Regions from separate parts of the Sus scrofa genome. Here region 1 is linked to region 2. Evidence: chromatin contacts called from public Hi-C data. All regions are on one chromosome and are shown on one strand. Each heading gives the region's core, a stretch centred on a gene start, on an enhancer-like site or on the middle of the called end of the contact. The rest is flanking DNA. Distances are from core to core; before and after follow the strand shown. Region 1 holds the start of LOC110256807. Region 2 holds the start of ZRANB1 (ubiquitin thioesterase ZRANB1).

Region 1 (4,997 bases), core at 2,490-4,989, 230 kb after region 2:
TGACCAAGTCCCAAACAGAAGTTGCAAATCGTGCCTGGCGGTAAAAAAAAAAAATACACTTTAGGGACAAAGAGATGTTTTTCCCCCTGTTGTTGTCATTGTTGTTGACATCACTGTTAAGAAAAGACAATCCGCCCTGCCCCCGCCCCTGCCCCCAGGAGAACACCCACTCAAGGGCCAGTTTCAAAGATCCAAGTCAACTCCAAAGTGACAGGGCTCTGAGCTCCATCTGCAGAGTCACCCAAAGCCCCCACCAGCCTTATTAACCCACCATCAGAAAGGAGGGAGGAAATATCCCTTAGCTTTTTATCTTCCCAAACACGAAAAAGATTTAAACCCAAAAGCACCCTGTCCGGTCCAAAGCAAGCTCCAAAACCAAGATTTTTTATTTCCCTCTAATAGCTGCTTTCTACCAGGACAAACTGGGGTCCTCTACCCCTCAGGCACAGAAAACCAATCAATGCCATAAATTCTCTGCCTTCACTCTGTACAGGGGACAGAGTGGGGGAGGGGGTGACCCTACACCAACACTTACACTAAACCCCTCAATGCTCTACAGAAATATGCTGGCTTATTTCCTTTGTTTGGTCCTGTTATACTTGATCAAGTGTGAACGATTAAACTGGTTTCATTAAAGGCAAGTGCATTCACGGCTAACATTCAACTTCGATGGCAAATGGAAGCCTATTCTGCAAGGAGGGCCTGCTTTTTTGCTTGAAATCTACCCTCTCGTTAACTTTTCTTTGGGGGGCAATAAAAAGGGGTTTTGACCGGAGCGGTGGCAGCAGCTCAGAGATCTGATGCTAGACAAAAGGATATTTAGTGTTTCAACTCTGGGATACAGACCCTCGTACTTGAAAAAGAGAAAAGAAATGCTGTTTCAATATTAAAGCCTGTTTGACTGAAACTGTTTAATGAGCATTTTGAATATTACTTTATAATTGCTCTAAGAAGTACTCTTTGAAATCAAATTATGAAAACAAGATCCTTTAAGCTCCCATTACTCCAACATGTAAAAAATGTTATTCAAAAAATCAAAACAGTGGAATACTCCGAAGTACATGAAATCTACCAAGTTCTACTTTGAGAACCCTAGAGGCAGAACAGCAGTCTTAGGTACAGAACAAGAGGTAAATTTTAGACTGTCTTTGAACCCAAGCACCCAGCAAAGAAGAGTGTCTTCTTTGAAAGAGTAGTACGGAGAATTTGATACATAGTTCGCCAAAGTCGGGAGGCAGAATCACTTAGTAAACTAACCAAAATAAACGTCCCCGCCAAATTATCCATGTCAGATAAAAATATACCAGTCTCTACAATATCCAACAGAATTGCAAATAAGGCACTTAGCATTTTAAATTCCCAATGCATATTTATAGAATTCTCTTGTCTACCCTTCGAGCCATTCACATCTGACTCTAAGAACTTAACCCGATCCTCCAGTCTTTAAAGAGGGGAAAAATCCAGAATGATCTGTTTACCCCGGATAGGGCAAGTGAGCCCTGCTTCACGACGTAGGCCACTGCCAGCCGCCTCCACCGCAAGGTCGCAGAACAAGCGGGGATTTCTACCAAAAATTCCTCCTTTCCCCCGTCAAATACTAAACAAGGGGACCCCTGGAGCCAACTGCTGCTTGGGCCGCCTCGGGAAAAAGTATTCGGGGGCTGGAAGCACCACACGCACTCTCGCGCACACGCACACAGTGTCCGTGACCATCGGCGGCGGCGGCAAGCGAGCCACCGGAGGGAGTGTGTGCGCGTGTGTGTGTCTCGCTGCGGCCAGCGGTGACCGCGCCGAGCTCCCGGGCCCGCGGCCTCCCAGCACCAGGGAGCTGCGTGGGCTGCGCACGACCGGCCACGCCGCGGGCCTCCCGCTGGTGAAAGATCTCTGCGCGCCTCGGCTCCCGGGCGCCTCTGCCCAACTTGCCCCGGGGCGTTGGGAAGAGCGCGAGGGAGAGAAAGAAAGGCGCTTCCCTCTGGTCGCTCGGGTCCGTCCGGCGCCGCGGAGGACAAGGAGGAAGAGGCGACCGCGGCCGCCCGGCTGTCGCTGCGCCGCGCCGAGTTACCGCGGCCCGGGGCGCGCCCCCGCCAGCCCCTCCTGCGAAACTTTTTCTTTTTGGATCGCCCCACCCGAAAAGTGCGGCCAGGGCGGGGGAGGCCGGCGGGCCGGGTTCGCGGCGGCGGCGGCGGCGGCGGCGGCGGCGGCGGCGGCAGCGGCGGCGGGCGAGGAGGAAGTGGTGCTGGCGGGAGCGCGGCCGGGCAGAGGAAATGCCCAGCCAGCCCGGCCCCCGCCCGCGCCCGCGCCCGCCGCCCGGCTCGCCCCGGGCCCCCGCCCCGCTGCGACTTTGGCGGGCCGAGCCCGGCGCGGCAGTGGTGGTGGCGGCGGCAGATGTGGCCCGGCTGCCCGGAGAAGCCAACAATGCGGGGCCGGCAAAACAAAAGGGTTCCACTTCGCCTCCTTTCCCGTCTTTCACTTGCGCTCCCGGGGCGCCGCGCGGGATCCCCTGCCGGCAGGGGCCGCTCCCCTGGGGGCCCCGAGCCGAGCGCGCCCCGGTTTCCCAGTGGACCCTCAGCTCCCCTCCCCCGCCCCCGCCCCGCAGGCGAAAGGCCCGGCGCGCTCGGACTCCCGGTCCCGAGGGATCCGGGTGTATTGTCCCCGCGGCGTGCCGCGCGCTCGGCCTGGGTCGCTGGCAGCCCCCGCGCGCGCACCCACCGGCCTCGGGGAATGGGAGCCGGGGGCACCTAGGAAACCGTCGCCGAGACGCCGCCGCCGCCGCTGCCCTCCGGACGCCGCCGCACTCGGGGTTTCTTTTTTTTTTTTTTTTTTTTTTTTTTTCCCAATCCTGATGGGAAGGAAGGTGACCGCCTACTTCGCATTCATCAACTCTCATCACAACAACAAAAATCCTGGCGCAAACGGCGGCCAGCGGGCGCGATCCGCGGTGGCGGGGGGGGGGGGCGCGGGCAAGGACCCCCAGGCCGGCGCCCACCCCCAAGCGCCGAGCAGGGACACCGGGCCGGGGGCGCAGACCAAAGATGTCCTCGGATGCCGGCTCCGTGTCCTTCGCCCTCCTCCTCCTCCCCCAGTGGCGCAGTGAGGCGCGGGCGCGGCGCCCCCAGCCCGTGGCCGCAGGTGAGGCGGGGGCGGGGGCGGCGGCGGCCCCAGCCCTCCCCCGGGGCCCCCCTTACCTCGTCCTGGGCCGCCGGCGTCCAAGGCGAAGGGCGCCCACCCGGGAGGCGGCGGCGGCGGCGGCGGCGGCGGCGGCAGCGGCGGCGGCTCCCGCCCCTCCCACCCCACCCGGCGGCGGTGGCGGTGGCGGCGGCTGTGCGGCCCCCCCCTCAGCGCGGCATGGCTCCCGGCTCCGTCCCTCGCTCCTTGGGCCGCCGCCGGCTCTTCTGGGCCGCTCCCGGGCCACCTTAAAATGACACACGCACACAGGGACACACACACAAAAACTTAATCTCTCCAGCTCCCCGCCCCTCCCCCTACTGCCCTTCCCTCTCCTCCCCCTTCTCTCCCCTCCCCACCCTATCCCTCCCCTTCCCTTCCTCCTCCTCCCCTCACCGCCGAGCCTCTTCCTACTTCCCCACCCACCCCACCCCCTTCCTCCGCCCACCCGGCTCCCGATCCTCCCCAGCTCCGTCCCGGCCCCACGCCCGCCGGCCGGGAGGGGGCTGCGCTGGGGGTCCCCGGCCCGCCCTCGCCCCGCGCTTCGCTCACCCCCAAGAGGATGCTAATTCCAACTTGGATCGGGGGAGGGAGCGTCCTGGATGCCGAGCGCCTCCCGGCTATTTGCTCTTCTTTATTTGTTTTCTCCTCCGGGGAAGGAGGAGGAAAACGGAGAGAAAAGGAAAGGGAAAGAAGCGACGCCGACTGCGTCTCCCGGTGGCCGCTGGCTGCGCAGGAGCGAGGCGGGAGGCGAGGTGAGGGTCGCCGCCCGCTCACTCCTCGCTCCTTTTTTTTTTTTTTTTTTTTTTTTTTTTTCTCCTTTTTTCTTTTTTTTTTTTGGGCAAAGGCGGGGTCTCTCTTTGCAAACCAATGACACAACCCCACATGGGCCGGCCTCGCCCCCTACGGATACTCTTCACTACAAATCGGCTCTCTCGGGGATTAGTGGCTCCGCGAAAGTGCACACAGGCGCGGCGGGCGGGCGAGGGGGCCGGGCGCGGCGGGCACTCCCCGGCCAGGCCCCGCCCGGGAGGCCCTCGCGTAACGCTGGGGCCCTGGCGGCAGGGGTGGGGGTCCAGCGGCGGCGGCGGCCAGGAGTCCGGCCCTGCCTTCGCCCTCCTTCCTCCTCCGCCCCTTCCACGTGGGGCCCCGGGCGGCCGGCCACGTGGGGGGACGCGAGCCCGGGCGGACCGCGGCGCGGCGCCCCGAGGCGGCCCTGGCTCCTTCGGGCCCCCGCCGGGCCCACGGCGCCGACGACCTGCCCCCTTCCCGGCCCCACGGCTCCAACTTCCTCCCGGGCCCCCGCGCCGGCTGCCTGTGCCTTCTCAAGGCCCGCGGGGTCAGGCGCAGGCCGGCCACAGGGGGCACTTGCGCTCCCCAAATCCGGATCCGGGAGACGGTGCCCGCGCCTGGCCCGAGGGGCGGCGATAGCTGTGGGTGCGCGCAGAGGGAGCCCTGTGTGCTGGAACTTGCAGCGGTTGCGTTCCCTACAAGAAGCAAAAACATTTTTTACACATCAAAAAAAAAAAATGTTCCTTCCTGTTGCTTGGATCTCGCCGGGGCTATTTTTAAAGCCTCGCCTTGGGTGGGAGCTCCGGGCCTCGCGGGACGGAGGCGCTCTGCGGCCGCAGCGGCTCCAGAGAATCAAGGACCTGGGCTCGCGCGCCGCCCCAACGCGCCGAGGTTAGTGTCTGAACACCAGGATCCAGGCCGAGCGCCGGCCGCACCTAGACGAAATTGCACGCCCGTGACCCGCGGTGTGGGAGCCCAGTTTGCGGAAAGGAGTCAGCGGCTGCGGGCTGGGAGGGCTCTTTTGCCTGCGCCCCAGAGCC
Region 2 (4,725 bases), core at 1,718-4,217:
CCCTAGATTCAGACACTGGCAAACCCTGGATGTTCTACTGTCTCCCTATTTCACTTCTGTCCCCTCCTTTCCATTTCCACTACTTCCACTACTTTGGTTTTAGGTCTTTGACTTTTTTTTTTTTTTTTCTGGCTGCACCCTTGGCATGTGGAAGTTCTAGGGCCAGGGATCAAAGGTGCCACGGCAGTGACAATGCCAGATCCTTACCCGCTGAACCACCAGGGAACTCCAAAAAGAACTTTTAAAGAAAACAACAGTGGATACTTTTTTCCCAATGAAATATTTCTCAGAAATATATATAAGGAGAATGATAATTTAGTCTCTGTGCCAAACAGACAAATCAGTTCCTTCATTGTAACAATGCTGCCTGCTCTATTTGCTGATATCTTTTTTACAAATGTGGTGCAATGGAAAAAAGATTTGACAGGGGAATCAAGAGCTTTGTGTTCTAATTTTAGATCTCGATGGTCTGGCTTTTGGTAAGTCACTTAAAATCTCTAGGCATTAGTTTCTCAATCTGCAAGCTGCAGGGCTGGGACAGTGTCAGTAGTTGCCTGCACATTCTAGACACCTGGGGAGTGTGTTGAAAGCATAGCCAGTGCAAGCTATCCTTCTGGGGATGGTTTCGGTAGGTCTGGGTGGGGCCCAGATATGCATATTTTGAAAAGTTCCTCAGGTAATTCTAATGGGTAGCCAGGGCTGAGACCCACTGGCCTGGTATCAAGTACCTTTTCAGCTTTAACATATTCATTTTTGGATCTGCTCTTCCTCTCAATTACAAGATGCTTCTCATTTGAATCTACTTAGCACATTCTACCTCATATTATAATCATGGTTATTTTTGCCTTGCCCTCTTTCCTATGCTGTAGTTTTCCCAAACACGGAATGTGTCTTACGCATTTTCGTGTGCTTGTTCTTCCTTGGCACATGGTACTTAGCTAAATTGAGCGAGGAGTTAATAAGCTTACCCAAACAATATCCCTTTCCTTTAACAAAAAGAACTACAACCCCAGTTAAGCAGAACACCCAATCCTGTGGTTCTTGCTAACTTGTAGGTGAGATTCAGGAAGGCTCTTAAAATATTTTCAAAGTGACATGTTGGTGGAATCATTTGTTCTTACACAATAACGTGATGTAATTTTATGTACCATTGTGTTAGTTATATGTTTGAGAATGTGTATTAAGTTTTGTAGGCAAAAGACTATTGCATTTCAATTTATTGATGCATCCTTGAGCAAATAATGTTTCTCTGGAAAGGTGGTGGTTATCGAAAATCTATCATAGAAATGGCTACGAGGATAAAACATATCAATAATTACAAAACAAACTGTTGGGGAAAGGAAGCTATATAGATTATTACTCTTCAGCCATAGTGAAGTAGCTCACACATCCTTTGCCATACACATGCAAAGAGAGACTACGAATACCAGGTACAGTGATGCTAGATAGTCTCCACCCAAGTTATAAAAATCCAATTAAACTCTGAAAAATACATTCTTTCTATTGAGGTGTTCAATAGAACTGCTAAATGCCCTTTGACAGCGCTGTAGTTCTTCAACAGATAACTTTTAAAGAGGTTTACAACTTTTAAAGAGCTGCTGTGTTTTGTGTCATTCAAACTCTCGAAATAAAATCTGAACTGTGAAAAGTGCAGGGTGAAATTTCACTGGGAAAAAACGGTTTTCCAGCCAGAAAAATATGACATACTCATGGGGTCTTAGCAAATAGCAAAATGACTTAGACTATCTGGCTATGGTTACATTAAAAAAGAAATACACAAAATACATCACCATATAACATATTCTCTTTATAAATCCTTTTATTTTTTTGGCCTCCCTGGGAATGTACAAGTTCCCAGGCCAGGGATGGAACCGGTGCCACAGCAGTAACAAGGAGGGGTCTCTAACCTGCTGTGCTACCAGGTAACTCCTTAACATAGTCTCTTTAGAACTTGGGCTCTGCTAATTCTCCTGGCTGTATTTTTTCCACGGCTATAACATATCCTCTTTCTTACTCTTGGACTTCACAGAGAAGGCAACCACTAGAAAATCAGTTTACCCAAAACTAGAGTTAGGTAGGAGGTAGTGGTGGTAGTGGAGACTGCACAAAAAGCAGCCTCCATGGCTTAAAAGTTTTTTTTCTTTAATTGAGATATAATTGGCATATAACTTCATGCTTTTTCATGATGTATATGGGTACATATATAATACATACATTATAAATATACACATACACACACATAAATGGATAGCCGTCTCGAAAGCAGGAATAAAAAACAGACGTAAAATATACATAAAGATTAAACTTTCAAAACCTAAATCTTTATCCTCCCTGGTATCAAGACTTTGAAACTCCCTAAGGCAAAGTGAGGCCGAATCGGGCACTAAGGAGTCCGCTCGGGGAGCCTTCGCGGTGGACTTAGAAGGGTGGTGAATCAGTCGCAGGGAAGAGTCACGCGGAGCAGTGCAGCTGCCACGACGCCCTCCGCGCCGCCCAGTCTGCGTCCCCAAACCCTGCGCACGCCGCGCTGGCCCGCCGCCTCCCGGCGCCCTCCGCCCGCCGCCGAGGTCCCGCAGCCCCAGCGGGCCTGCCGCCGCACAGAGGGCGGGGCTCCTCACAATCGGGCCGGGCGCCGGGGTGACGTCACCTTTCCGCGGCCCGCCTTCTGCGCCCGGAAAGAGGCGGCTGCCCATTGGCTGCGCCGCTCGCGGCCTCGGGGCCAATGACAGGGCGGCGAGCGGCGGGGTCCGGCCTTGACGTTGTGCAGCTTGCCGTGGGGTTTATTTGGCTCCGGGGTCCCGCACCGCCGCCATTAGGAGCCCGCAGCGTCCGAGGCCGCCCCCCTCTCTCCCCCCTCCCCCGGCGCCCCCCCCGTCTCCGCGCCTGCTCTCCGCCCCTCTGCCCCTGCCTCCCGCAGCCGGGAGCCGCGCGCGGGCCCGCGGAGACCATGTCCTGACTGAGGGGAGAGGGCGGAGGCGGCAGCAGCGGGGCGGGCGGCGGCGCGGAGGGAGGCGGAGAGGGGCCGGGCTCGGCTCGTTGCCCCGGGCTGCTCCGGGAGTCGCCGCGGCCGTCGCGGCCGCCGGGCGCCGAGCGTCGGACAGGGAGGAGGAGCAGGAGCTGGAGGAGGAGCCGCCGCCGCCGCCGCCAGGTAACCGGGCCCCGGGAGGGCGTCCCGCCGCAGGCCCCTCGCGGCCCCGCCGCGGCCTGCCTGGCCCCTCGCTCCCTGACGGCGCCCAGGCCGCCGGTCTCCCGGGCGGCCCGCCCGCGCCCCCCGAGGCGGCTTCGCAGGCTGGGAGAGGGGAGGGGGCCCGGCCCGGCCCCGCTGTGCTTCCATCTTGGGCTTTCCAGGTGCGGGGACAGGCCCGGGGCTGTGGGAGGGTGGGTCCGCCGGCTTGTTTACCGACCATCGATCAGCCGCGCTGGCTGGACGCGCCGCCGGCCCGGCCACCTCTCTTCCGCCAGATTCCCCCTCCCCCCAACTTCTTTTCCTGCCACCTACGGGCAGATGAGTGGGATTTTGCTCCCATTCTGCAATAGGCCCGAAATACTTGGGTCCGTCGCCACAAGTTGGTGCAGGTTCCCAAACTTGGATTTCGGTCCCTTGGTGGCTTCCTCTCCGCCTCCCGCGGTGGCCTCCACTGGTCGCCTTTTCTGTCTAAGGAAATAAAGGTGGGGGCGACGGGGGTGGGCTGGGGAGGCGGAGCTGGAACTGGTGGAAAGACTGTCTGCCCCTCTCCTCGCAGTTACGCTTGTACAGTGCGACTGGGTGCTATTTTCTCCACTGTGGCTTGGTGTGGGTCATTTCACAGACAAAAGGACTGAAATGCATACTTGCATTAAGCACCAGGGACCTGTTTAGGTTCAGCCTGGAAGTTTGAGCCGGCCCATTATCTTTGAGATACGCTGGTGTTTTGAAACTCTCTCGTTGAGAATTTAGTCTTTCAGTTATTTGATTGCCTTTTCCGTAACTCTGTAGACCCTCAGGTTAAACGCCGTCTCCTCTGCCCAGTATTTTGGTCTGTGTGCTCGCCGTATGATATTTTGTTGTCAGTACATTTAATGTACAAAAATACTCTTTGGGGAACACAGTTGAAGAGAAATCTTTAGCTCTGGGAAACGTTACATAATGAGTGGCTTTTCTCTCTGAGGTCTCTCTTTAGTTGATTTCTTTATCACTTGTGCGACCTCAAGGGTACCCATGTTTTCATCAAACATGGATGACTCAGTGTTCAGAACATAAGCCAGGGGAAACCATAAGGAATTTTGATCTTGGCTTGTGCCAAGGGCCTTAGCAAAGTAATCTAAACTATGTTTGTGAAAAATTAAGCCGGATCGCTCCTCCTGGTTATTAGTCTTATGAATTAAATGAGGTAATTGTGAAGACATGTAGAAACCTGCTGGTCCCTTGACTTTGGATCGTATAACGAGATACGCCGTATCCTCCTTCTACTAAAATTTTATTAAAAATTTTTATAGGGCTGTTAGGGGGACTAAGAGGACAGCAAGGGCACATTTTAATCTTTGGGGAGGATATTATTTGAATGCCATGAGGGGTTTTTATTTCTGTTGATGCTTCAACACCTTTTATTAATGCTTCAGAGCGTTGAGACACCCATTTGTTTACTCTTGAAATGTGCATGGATAGTAGATAACTCATTCGTGGTAGTATAATTTTAATCCTGTGGCCCTTGTACACTGATAAGGGTTAGGGCATGTTAACATTGA

What was found. A called contact is a pair of places that touch in the nucleus more often than the background predicts.
Region 1: a Hi-C map of skeletal muscle shows a contact between it and region 2, with 3 times the contacts expected there. The contact joins the promoter of LOC110256807 here to the promoter of ZRANB1 in region 2. A contact is called at or near these places in 5 of 47 Hi-C or Micro-C datasets (embryonic fibroblasts, liver, mesenteric adipose tissue and 2 more) and 2 of 2 datasets of contacts at active chromatin or transcription factors (alveolar macrophages and skeletal muscle).

What each region holds. Positions count from the first base shown.
Region 1 is chr14:134,484,959-134,489,955 of Sscrofa11.1, forward strand. It overlaps LOC110256807, which reads left to right and starts at 3,740. Exons shown (of 1, transcript XM_021073633.1): 1 at 3,740-4,997. The coding sequence starts at 3,768. The coding sequence ends at 4,853. CTBP2 (C-terminal-binding protein 2) reads right to left here and starts at 3,847. Exons shown (of 11, transcript XM_021073631.1): 1 at 3,718-3,847.
Region 2 is chr14:134,250,960-134,255,684 of Sscrofa11.1, forward strand. ZRANB1 (ubiquitin thioesterase ZRANB1) reads left to right here and starts at 2,968. Exons shown (of 10, transcript XM_013983854.2): 1 at 2,968-3,148.